2 separate regions of the Muntiacus reevesi genome follow, and region 2 is linked to region 1. Evidence: chromatin contacts called from public Hi-C data. All regions are on one chromosome and are shown on one strand. Each heading gives the region's core, a stretch centred on a gene start, on an enhancer-like site or on the middle of the called end of the contact. The rest is flanking DNA. Distances are from core to core; before and after follow the strand shown. Region 1 holds the start of EPN1 (epsin 1). Region 2 holds the start of ZNF787 (zinc finger protein 787).

What was found. Hi-C and Micro-C count contacts between places; a contact is called where the count stands out from the background.
Region 2: a contact with region 1 is called in a Hi-C map of blood, with 4 times the contacts expected there. The contact joins the promoter of ZNF787 here to the promoter of EPN1 in region 1. A contact is called at or near these places in 2 of 3 Hi-C or Micro-C datasets (blood and muscle).

Annotation. Positions count from the first base shown.
Region 1 is chr2:276,697,655-276,703,181 of mMunRee1.1, forward strand. EPN1 (epsin 1) reads right to left here and starts at 2,814. Exons shown (of 10, transcript XM_065926749.1): 1 at 2,538-2,814; 2 at 1-68. U2AF2 (U2 small nuclear RNA auxiliary factor 2) reads right to left here. Exons shown (of 12, transcript XM_065926750.1): 12 at 3,345-4,077. The coding sequence ends at 3,943.
Region 2 is chr2:278,390,305-278,395,831 of mMunRee1.1, forward strand. It overlaps ZNF787 (zinc finger protein 787), which reads right to left and starts at 3,049. Exons shown (of 3, transcript XM_065926923.1): 1 at 2,917-3,049. LOC136161832 (a long non-coding RNA gene) reads left to right here and starts at 3,125. Exons shown (of 2, transcript XR_010661778.1): 1 at 3,125-3,627; 2 at 4,034-4,382.

The DNA of each region.
Region 1 (5,527 bases), core at 1,564-4,063:
CCGGGGTGAACAGAGCCAGGCAACTGGAGGGGGGAGGCGGCGCGGCAGCGACGGGCGGGTCACCGCATCTGCGGGTGGAGAGGACCTTCAAGACAGGGCGTGGGGCCTGCGGCCGCCTGGCCCTCAGAGCACAGGACGGGGGTCCCGCCGCAGCCAGCGAGGCTCCGCCTGAGTCACCCCGCCGGCTCTCAGTTCCTCAATTGTGCCCAGCACCTTCCTGCCCGGGTGGCAGAGCGTGCAGGGGGCCAAGGGCCCTTGGGGCACACCCCAGCCACCGCTTCCTAGCCTGCACCTCCAGGGCCTCAGTTTTCTCCTCTGTAAGATGGGGCTTCGATCCAGAGTCTAGACACCCAAAGGGAAGCCGGGGGTCAGGACGCGCGCTGTCACCGTGGGTGGGTCCCGAGACAGCCACCCCGCTCTTCCTCCTGTCCTCCGCTGGGCTCCGCAGGACTCTCCAGCCTGACCCACCCCCACACCAGGGTTTGTCCTCGTGATTTCCTAAGCGTGTCTGACTTGGGCTGAGGCCACCCCCGGAGCCCATGGGGGCAGCAACCACGTAGCAGACAGACGAGGCTTTTCCCAGCAGAAGAGCTGGCCCGGAAGAGCCACTCAGTAAACGGAGCAGGAAGGAAGGGGGGGGGGGGGGCGGGCAGAAGAGACCTCCAGAGCAGGTGGGGGCAGAAATGAGGGCACACAGGGAGGAGGCCGAGGAAGGGAGATGGCCAGGAGGGGGTCCGCCGGGGAGGGGGACGTGGCGTCCCGAGGTGGGGGGGGGAATAAAGAAGAGTGCAGCCCCCTGGCTGGGCCCCTGCGGTGTGCCAGGCACTCGGGGAGCACGGGACACGTGTGATCTCATTTAACACAGACGCCAGGTTCTAACAGGAGAAGATGGGTCACAGAGCTAAAGCGCCCAGCCAAGGTCACGCACTAGGCAGGCGGCGCAGACTCCGTCCCAGGCCACCGCAGGCTCCAAAACAGGTCCTTTTAACTTAACCTGTGCTGAGGGGAAGGCGACGAAGAAGAAACAAAAGGGGGATGGAGATCCTCGAAGCCCTCTGCAGCCCGCGCCCAGGGCCACGCCTGTGCCTCTGCTCCGCTGCACAGGCCGTGCGGGACTCGCCAACGCCACAGGGAGGAAGCCAGGCCCAGGCCCCCCCGGGGCAGCCGGGTCCCAGAGCAGGCTCTGACCATCGCCCACAACCTCTCCTGTGGAGACCTCCTATCACCTGAGTCCCTGCCCAGAGCGCAGGGGAGCCAGGCACTCGGAGACGGCTGTGAATGGTTGAAGAGAGAAGGCCAGGGATAGAGACAGGCCCAGCCGGACACACAGAGCAGGAGCCCCTGAGAGGAGGGAAGAAGAGAGAAGAGAAGGAGGCACAGAGAAACCTGGGCAGAGACAGGGACAGATAAAGAAGCGAGACAAGAGTGAGGCAGGGAGGCAAGGAGAGAAGGCAGAGGCCCAGAAACGAACAGAGGCTCAGCTGGGACTGAGAAATCAGACAAGGAAAAGGGGAAAGAACAACGAAACCTGGGTCCAAATTCTCGCCTCCCTGGGATTCAGTTTGCTCAACTCTGAAATAAAGAAAAGGATTTCCAACTGCCGAGTTTGTTGATTAAATACAATGGGAACATAAAGTACTCGACTCCGCGACCCACAGATAGTAGGAGCTCAATAACACTGGCTGATTTTCATTATCAGAAAAAAAACATTTTCGAAAGACGACATGCTATCTTAACACAGTGTGTTTATACTAAAGGGCGTTAGAAGAAATACTCAACACAGCAAAACTAAGACTTCATGGGTACTGCTAAGAAGGAGACTAGGTTTTTCACAATTGGCTGACCCAAACAAAATTGCTAAATCAAATAAAAGACAAATGATACGGCAAAATTCTCCAAGAGTTACTCAGATATCAAACGATATCAAACCTTAACCGTGTGGAACAGAAAATGTACAAGTAATAATGGGAACCAGAGCTCCCAGCAGCTAAGGACAAGCTAGTGACAAGGGGCAGCATCACCTCCGTTATTAGGCACGGCTGCCCTACTATTTTAAAGACTAGGGAACTGTCTGGTCAGCTTATAAATACTACAGGCTGCACAAAGTGGGCCTCTGACTGCAGAGTCGGGCTCTTCACGCCTCACTCATGAACCTGGGAGGAAGGCCAGATCCCAGACCAAGCGACAGACCCGCCGAGAGGGACTCGGGGCCGGAGGAGACGAGCACCGCGACAAACATGACGGGAGGACGGCGGCGAGAGAGGCACAGACCGGAGACACCGGCATTAGTCCTGACCCTCCGACGCCGAGACGTGACAGAAAAACACAAGACCGGGACAGACACACGGGGACGAGCGCTCTGTGGAAACGCCGAGACACACACGGACACAAGCACCGGCGAGGCCCAGGCGGGGCCCGCGGGAGGCAGACGCGGAGAGACGGAGAGCCGCGGGCGGTCCAGGCCGGGCGGGCGCAGACACGCGAAGGCCGCCGAGCTGCCTGAGCGCGCCCGCCCCCCGCGCCCCCCGCGCGCTCACCTCGGTCCGCTCACGCCGCGCTCCGGGGGCTCATGGCGGGCAGCCCCCTGCCCCCGCTCGGCCTCGGTGTCACGGGGCGCGCTCCGGGCCTCGGGCGGCGGACGCGGAGCCGCGCTCGGACGCACGCGCGGACGCACGGAGGGCCGCACGTCGACGGCCCCGCCGCCCCGCCGCCCGGGAGGGGCGCGGAGAGCCGGGCGGGGGAGGGGAGCCGCCGAGCGGACGGGAAGCAACCGAAGAAGGCGACGGACCGGAAGCGGAAGTGACCCCGCGACCCACCCGGCCGTCCTGCCTGTGGCGAGTCTGCGCAATCTCCACTTCCTAGCCCCCGCCCTCCCACCTCTCGTCATTTCCGGCGCGCGGGCGCCGTAGCCGGGAACCTTTTGCCTCATTTCCGCCGCCGCCGGCAGCCAACACAGGGGCGGGGCGCAGGGAGAGTCTGGTCGGGAACGCGTCAACGTCTCCAGACCACCCCCGCGCGCAAGCTCCGGGCCCTCGGGCCACGCGCCACCGCCGGCGGTGCCTTGGGCGACCTGAGTTCTTGAGCCCACCAAGCCAGCCGGCTGCCCGCCCACCGTCCTCCCCGCTGTCTGCTGGGCCCGTTCACTGCCCCCTGCTCCCTTGGGCCACGCCCCGGCCCGTCCCAGCGCGGCCGGCCACGCAGGCGTGTCACTTCGCCAAGGGCAGGGGCACCCACGTCGGGACGACAGCTGGGCCTCCCAGAGCCAGGCCTCAGCCTGGGGCCTAGGGAACCCCAGAGACCTGGAGAGCGGAGGGTTCACACACACGGGACACGGAGCAGCTCCATAAAGTAAAATACAACAAAATGTTTAATGAGCAAATTCGTCTTAGCAAATATGAAACTGCCACAGAGAAGAGGAGAGGGACAGGGGCCATGGGGTGGGGGCAGGTCCAGGAGACTAGAGAGAATCAACTACGTAAGAAACCGGGACACCGGGGTGAGGACCAGAGGCCAGGAGGACGGGAGCTGTGGTCCTGAGAGGGAAGGGGCAAGGTACCGGACCGGACAACAAAATTGAAAAGAGTTTGGCCATAAAATATAAACACGCTATGTTTCTACGGTGGGGAAGGGTTAAGAGAAAGGGGGTATCCGGGAGAAGACTGCTTCAGGGAGGGGCTGTGGGGGTCCGACCCCGCCCTGCTGTCGCCCGCTCCCCGCCCTTCCCTCTGTGTCTGTGGGTGCGTGTGTCTGTGTGGGTCTGTGTGCGCACTTCCCCAGTCCCCGCCCCGCCCCAACCCCAGCCCGCCCCCACCCTTAATTGCTGCCATTCCAGTTGCTGCCGGCTGTCATTCCTCTGCCCATCGTCTTCAGAGGGGGAAAATGGGGGGAGCAGGAGGGGGAGAAGCCCCCAGCCAGCTCCGCCCCTGCCCTCCCCCGCCGCCTCTACCAGAAGTCCCGGCGGTGGTAAGAGTCGGGGTCACAGTATTTAGTGACGACCACTCTGTTGGCGAACTTGCGACCCGTCAGGCCCTGCATGGCTTTCTGGCAGTCAAACACAGAGGTGAACTCCACGAAGATCTGTAGGAACAAGAGGAAGCTTGTGAAGACCCAGGCCTCTTAGCTCCCTCTCAGCAACCAGCAGCACCTACCCAAACCCAGAACTTCGCGGGAGGAAGAGGACTGGAAAGCAGCCTCACCGCAGGTGTAGGGACATTCACCCAACACCCTCCAGCGCCCCAGGATCAAAGACAGACAAAACACAGGGGCGTGGAGAGCAGAGGCAGGCTCGAGCCAAGAGTCCAAAGGGCAGGGCACGGGGCAGGCTCAAGGAGAGCAGTCTATCTGCACTGGGCACCCGTGGGTGCTCCCCAGTCCCCAGGGGCCATGGTGTCTCCCCAGACAAGGGATGAAATAAGGAAGGCTCAGCAATTGGCATTCACACCCAGGCTGATTCCAAAGAAAAAACCTGAACTTGATCTAGTCAAGATTGTCATCTTGCTTCAATCAGCAGCTGACAGAAGTGGAGGGAAGGGTGGACACAACCAGTCTAATTCGAAACAAGGGGGAAAGGAGAATTCTAGAAAAGAAGCCATGCTTCGACAAGCAAAAATGGCTTGCCGAAAAAAAAGTCTGGATCCAACCTGCAGGGTTCTTACTTTGATCAAAACAACTGTAAAAAGACATCTTTGAGACAATAAGGGAACTCAAATATGCCTTTGTAGAGAAATACGAACGGTTATCACATGGGTTTTTTAAAATAAAAATGTTTTAATCCTGTTTATAGCAGTTCTCAGCCAAGGTGGATGTGTCCCCAGGGTGCACAGTCAGGCCGGGTGCGGGACACGACCGTCTCCTAGCATGTGGAGCGGGATGGGCCCAGGTGGCAGCACAGACCCCAGACCTGAGACAGCAGCGGCTCAGGCAGAGAGCAAGTGCTCAAGTGACACGAGACATGCTTTGTTTCAGCAAAGACACAGAGGAGCTGGGAAGCTGAAGGTGGAAATTAAGACTGTCAGGACCCTGGCATCCTGACGCTGGCCGATGGGGCGCTCTGACTCGACTTAAGTAGTATTCCGTACATTCACTATCACCCTGACCATTTCTCTACTCCTACGTATGTTTGAAAAGAATGACAATAAAGTTTAGACACAAATCTGACAGGCGGATCCCAGAGACCCAGTAAGGTCTTCCCATCCATTTCCCCACCACCACCTCATGGAGGCACCTCCTGGGCAAGCCGCTCCTTTGCCCCAGGGCCAGTCCATCCAGCAGGCCCCACACTCAGAAAGCAAGTCCATCCAGGCCTCTGAGCCCACAGCACCTCGCTGGGACCCCAGCCCCCAGCATCACCCCTTCTCCTCTGACCTGCTCATCTCCCTGCTTCTCAGCTTCCGTTCTGCCCCATCACCCCAAGTCTGAGCATGTGACAACCCCCGCCCCCAACACACACGGAGCAGACACAGGGTCCAGGCACTGACACGCCTTCTCCCCGTCCTCCTGCCAGACAATGGCAGACTGTTTGTCTGCA
Region 2 (5,527 bases), core at 1,799-4,298, 1.7 Mb after region 1:
AGAACACACCACCCTCCAAGGCCTGTCCTCCCCTCCGCCGAGAACACGGGCACCAGCTCCCTTTACCCCCCTGATTACAGCTGAGCCCACATCCCTGGGAGGCTCTCCCCAACTTCCTCCACACTGCGTTGTCCACACACACCCAGGCAGATGGTGAGCTCCTCCAGCCCAGGGAGTCAGGACGTCCTGGCCGGCCTGACCCTGCGCCTCCAGGCTGGGCCACGTGTGGGTCCCCAGTGTCACTTGTGATGAGGCAGCCCACACAGGACCCCTATTCAGCAAAGAGAGGCCAGTGTTCTGTGGGCCCAACGGTCAGGCAGGCAGAGCAGGGAGACCCCCTGCCAAGTGGACCCCAGAAGCAGCTGGCTCAGCCGGGGGGCAGCGTAGTGGTGAGAGGCGCCCTCTCTGCCCCCACGACAGGGCTGCCCGCCCCGCTGGAGAGATGAGCGACCTCCCCTCCAACTGGGGCAGGGAGGCCTCCTAACATATGGACCTCAGCACTCACCCCAGGACCCGAGAGTCACACCTGAACCCAGGCACCAGCTCTGAGTCCCTGAGCCAGTCATTGGCCCCATCCCATGGGGAGGTCCCCAAACCAACGGGCACCTCAGAGACCTCCAGAACAGCCTCCGTCTCCCCAGGCCCCAAGCCTGGCCAAAAGAAGCCAGCAGAGGCGGTGGCTCTGCTAAAGACTAGGTTCCGGATTCCTGCCGACCCTGCTCCAATGCTGCTTCGGGGCTGGGGGCTCAGTCCACCCCCCGAGTGGGGTGACCACCCCCACCCCGGGGCCTCCGGGGTACAGGCCAGATCCCTGGCTGCCGTCTATCTCCACCAGGAGGCCAGGGCCACAGCAGAGTCCCGGGCACAGCCTCAGCCGGCTGGGGGCGTCTGAGCCCAGGAGCCTGACAGCAGTGTGCCTAGAAGGGGCCACTCGAGACCACAGGGCAGCTGGGCAGAGGCTGGAGGTCAAGACCAAGACCACCACCGACAGCCGGGACTCAGTCCGCCCCCCCGGGCCCCAGGGTCCTCTCAGCCAGTTCCTCTGTCCCTCGAGACATCTCCCCCTGGGCTCCTCCAGCCCCAGGCTAGCCTGGCGACCCCCAGCCCTCTGCCTGGAGCACCATGCCAGGACCAGTGTCCCAGGCCCAGCACCGGGTGGGGCTGGCAGCGGCCTCAATGGACGAGGCTCATCCAGGGATGGTGGACTGTGTTCTGGGTTGTAGGAGCCTGAAGAGGAACTGAGCCTGGGAAAGGGGAAGCGGCAGGTCCAAGGTCACAGGGAGGAAAGAGATGGAGCAATGGAATGCCGGGCCCGCTGGAGGCCTCTGCACCCGATTCACACCCACTTCTGAGAGCTGTGCACTGGCTCCAAAAGGAGAACGTCGGGAGCCTTCCTACCAAGGTCAACGCCATTAGTACGGCCCCTCTTTTTCACTAATAGAAACTGGGAAACTCCTTGTGCTCTGAGGCCACAAAGGTGAACGCAGAGCTGGGACCTGAACCCGGTCCGTCTGACTTGAGCCCGGGGCTAACCCCCAGCAGTGCTCCCAGCAGGGCTGAAATCCTTCCAGTTCTCTAGCTCCGCCTGCGGGGGTTAGAGTCTGAGACCTCCAGGAGGAAGGGGCTAAGAGAGACAACACAAGAAGGGATCGGATCTGAATGTTCTGGGGCTCTGGAGGGCCTGCCTGCAGACGCGGGGGGTGAATGCCAGCTGCACTGAGCCAAAGAGGCTTATGTTCTTAGGGAAGAGATAAGCCACAGTAACCGGGCTTCCCCAGGAACGAGGCAGACCCAACCCCCAGCTGGATCCTAACCCTGGATCCCCAAAGCAGGGCCGGGCACCAGGAACCATGCAGAGCACAGACCAAGTCAATCCCTTACTATAACGCCCCTCTGGACTGGGGCTGGGGTGCCCTCCCTGATCCCCTGGGTGAGGACAGGAATGCGGAGGTGAAGAGGCACATGGACCCGGTCCAGGTCTTCGGCGCACACAGCGAGCCTGCTTCATCTCCCTGTCCTCGTGCCAACCAATGGGCCCGCAAGAGCCTCTGTCCACACTCGCCGTGGCTCAATCTTCCGTCTGATCACGCCATCCTCGGCTGGCCTGTGCCCCAGGGGCACCCGTTTCCATGAACTGGGGTGGCCCCCTTTGTGTCCGGGCCGCGAGTTGCGGGCTCAGGGGCGCGGTGGGGCGCCCGGGAGGCCTCTGCGTGGCCATCGGGCCCGGCCGCCGGCCTCGCCCTGCCCCGCGGGCCACGCGGTGCCTGACCTTGGCCTAACATTTCCCCTCCAGCGCACGCGCTTCCTGCTCGCCGCCCGCGCCCGGGCGAATGAATGAGCCTCCCGCCGGCCGGAATGCCCGTAATTACCGGCCGGATCAAAGGCCGCACGCAGCCCGCCCGGGGCGGCAACGGGATCTGGCTCCTTTGAAAGAGGGGGGAAGGGGAGCGGGCAGGCCGGGGGCCACCACCGGTCCCCCGGGGGCCGCCGTTTCCGGTCAGGCCAGCTGGGCCCGCGCGCGCCGCCTCCCCCACCGGGGCCTCAACTTCTCCCGGGAGTCGCCACCACTTCCGGCCTCGAGCTGCCGGGAGGGTGAGGTGGGGGTGGGGGCTACACGGCGGCCCTACCGGCGAACCCGCGCCGCGCGCCCCGCCTCGGGCGCGCCCCCGGGCGTGGCGCGCGCTCTCAGCCCCGTCGCGCGCCCGCGGCCCCTCCCGGCGCCCGCGCCCCGCCCCGCGTCAGCGGCCGCGCGCCCACTCACGCCCCCCCCCCACGCGGCGCGCACGCGCACTCGCCCGCCCAGTCGCGCTCGCCGCCCGCCTCCCCGCCCGCCCCCCCGGCCGCAGCCCGGCGCCCTGAGGCGCGCGCCCACCCGGCCCCGGGCGCACGGCCCCCGGCCCCGCGCCCTCCCCTCACCTCCTCGGTCCCGGGGCCGCCGCGCCGCACTCCTCCTCCTCTCTCCTCCCTCGCGGATGGTGGCAGCGGCGGCAGCGGCGACTCAGACCCTGGGGTCAGGGGGACGGGCGCCCAGGCCGGAAGTGACCTTCCTGGCCGCTTCCGCCCGCGCCGCTCCCCCCCTCCCCTTCCCACCCCCCTTCCAGCCTCCACCCCGTCCTCGCCGCTCTAGGAAGGCGAGTCCAGCGACCCCCCCTAGCTGCCGCGGGGGCCCCCCCAGCTCTATGGTGCGGAGTAGGCGCCCCAGGGTGGCACTTCCGGACGCGTCTAGGACACGGGTCCTCCGGCCACGCTCTATGGCGCCGCGCGCCTAGGGGCTTCGGGCCCCGCCCCCTTCCAGGCCAGGAGGCGCGGGCTCGGCCCGTTAGGCGGAGACTTCCGGGTGCCCAGGGAGGTGCCCCGCGCCCCAGCGCCGGGCTCTCGCGCCTGCGCGGTCGGGCGGTAGGCGTCGAGGAGGGTGGCGGCCAGGGCCGCTCAGCTACCCCGGGTCCTCCGATCGTCTCTATCGTTGTAACCCCTTCCGTGCCGGCGCCGCCCGCGGCGGCCGCAGCCCGCGCGTCCGGAGGGCTCTCTCGTCTGCCACCCTGGTCTTTTCGTTACTGGGCCGATCGCTTCAGGCGCCGCCCGCAGAGCGACAATAACACGTTGTGCGCCTGCCTCCAGGGGCTTTAGGTACATTAAGTAGTTTGTGGATAATCCAGTCCCATTTTGCAGATAACGAGGAACAGAGAGGTCAAGGCACCTGGCCAAAGCCACACACCGAGGGTGCGGGTCCTGGGCTCGAACTCGTGGAGTCTGGCTCCCAATTCCTGCATTGGGCCGTGCCTGTGCAAACTGCCTCCTGTCACGGAAGGCTGATCATAGCGTCCGGGGATTCACCTCTTCCTCTCTGGAGAGGAGGGCGCTTTGTGAGCTTACCTGTTTCTGTTACTAAATACATGCTTTTTAAATTGCTGCTTACTCCACCGTGTCCTCGCGGGCTCAGTCCCTCTGATCCCTTTCTGGGCCTTCAGTTGGCTGGCTGTCACCTAAGCGACAGATGACTTATTGATGTTATTTATAGTTATTTTATTACCAGGTGGCGATAGTGGTAAAGAATCCACCCGCCGATGCAGGAGGTGTTACAGAGGAAGATTTGATCCCTGGGTCAGGAAGATGCCTGGAGAAGGAAATGGCAACCCACTGGTCTTGCCTGGGAAATCCCATGGACAGAGGAGCCTGGTGGGGAGGAGGAATGGGGAGTTCGTGTTTAATGGGGACAGAGTTTATTCGCAAGATGAAAGCAGCTCTGGAGATGGACGGTGGTGATGGTCGTACAACAGTGTGAATGTACTTAGTGATACTAAACTGTGTGCTTTAAAATGGTTTAGATGGTAAGCTTTATGTTATGTGTATTTACAATAATTAGAAGTTTAAAGAGAAACAAACTTGTGATTTACTGTTGCGTTGTATGGTGTTCTGGTCCCCAGAAAATTTCTGTGTTGAAACCTAGTCCCTGAGGTGATGCTCTGACTTCCTAGAGGAGGGCATGGGACCCCACTCCAGTATTCTTGCCTGGATAATGCCACAGACAGAGGAGCCTGACAGCTATAGTCCATGTGGTCGAAATGAGCTGGGCACAATAGCAATGACAACAGTGGCTTATGATGCTGGGCATATTTTTGTATGATTTTTACTATCTGTAAATGTTTTTTGGCTGGGTGTCTGTTCAGATCCTTATCCATTTTTGGTGGAGTTGTTTCAGAGGTCTTTCTGTATTTTGAGTCCAAATCCTTTATCAGGTACAAGTTTTACAAATATTTTCCTCTCGGTTTGTGGCTTGTCTTTTTATTTTTCTGGATAAGGTGTTTCAGAGTAGAAATCTTTAACACTATAAAGTCCACAATGCTACCTTTTTCTTCTGTGGACTAGCTTTTTGTGTTGTGTGTTAAAACTCGAAGTCCATGATCTACAGACCAAACCCAAGATCATGTAGATTTTCTATGTTTTTGTCTATTATTTTGATAGTTTCACATTTTAAATGTCTGTTAATAAATTTGAATGAATTTGGTGTCAAAAAAGAGAGACCCCCGAGTTTCCAATGCATGGGGCGCCAGTTTGATCCCTGGTCGGGAAACTAAGATACCACATGCCATGCAGTGCGACCAAATAAATATGTAAATAAGTAAACAAAATTTAAAAAGGAGACCCAGAGAGCTCCCTGGCCCCTTACACCATGTGAGGACACAGCGAGAAAGCGGCCGTCTGCTGCCCTGAAGAGGGTGTTCACCAGAACACCACCTTGCCAGCACCTTACTCTTGGACTTCCTGATGCCACTTGTTCAGCTGCTGAGTTATGTCCGACTCTTTCCAACCCCGTGGACTGCATGCAGCACACCAGGCCTCCCTGTCCGTCACCATCTCCCGGAGTTTACCCAAATTCATGTCCCTTGAGTTGGTGATGCCATCCAACCATCTCACCCTCTGTCGTCCCTTCTCCTCCTGCCCTCAATCCCTCCCAGCATCAGGGTCTCTTCCAGCGAGTCATCTCTTCGCATCAGGTGGCCAAAATACTGGAGCTTCAGCTTCCGCA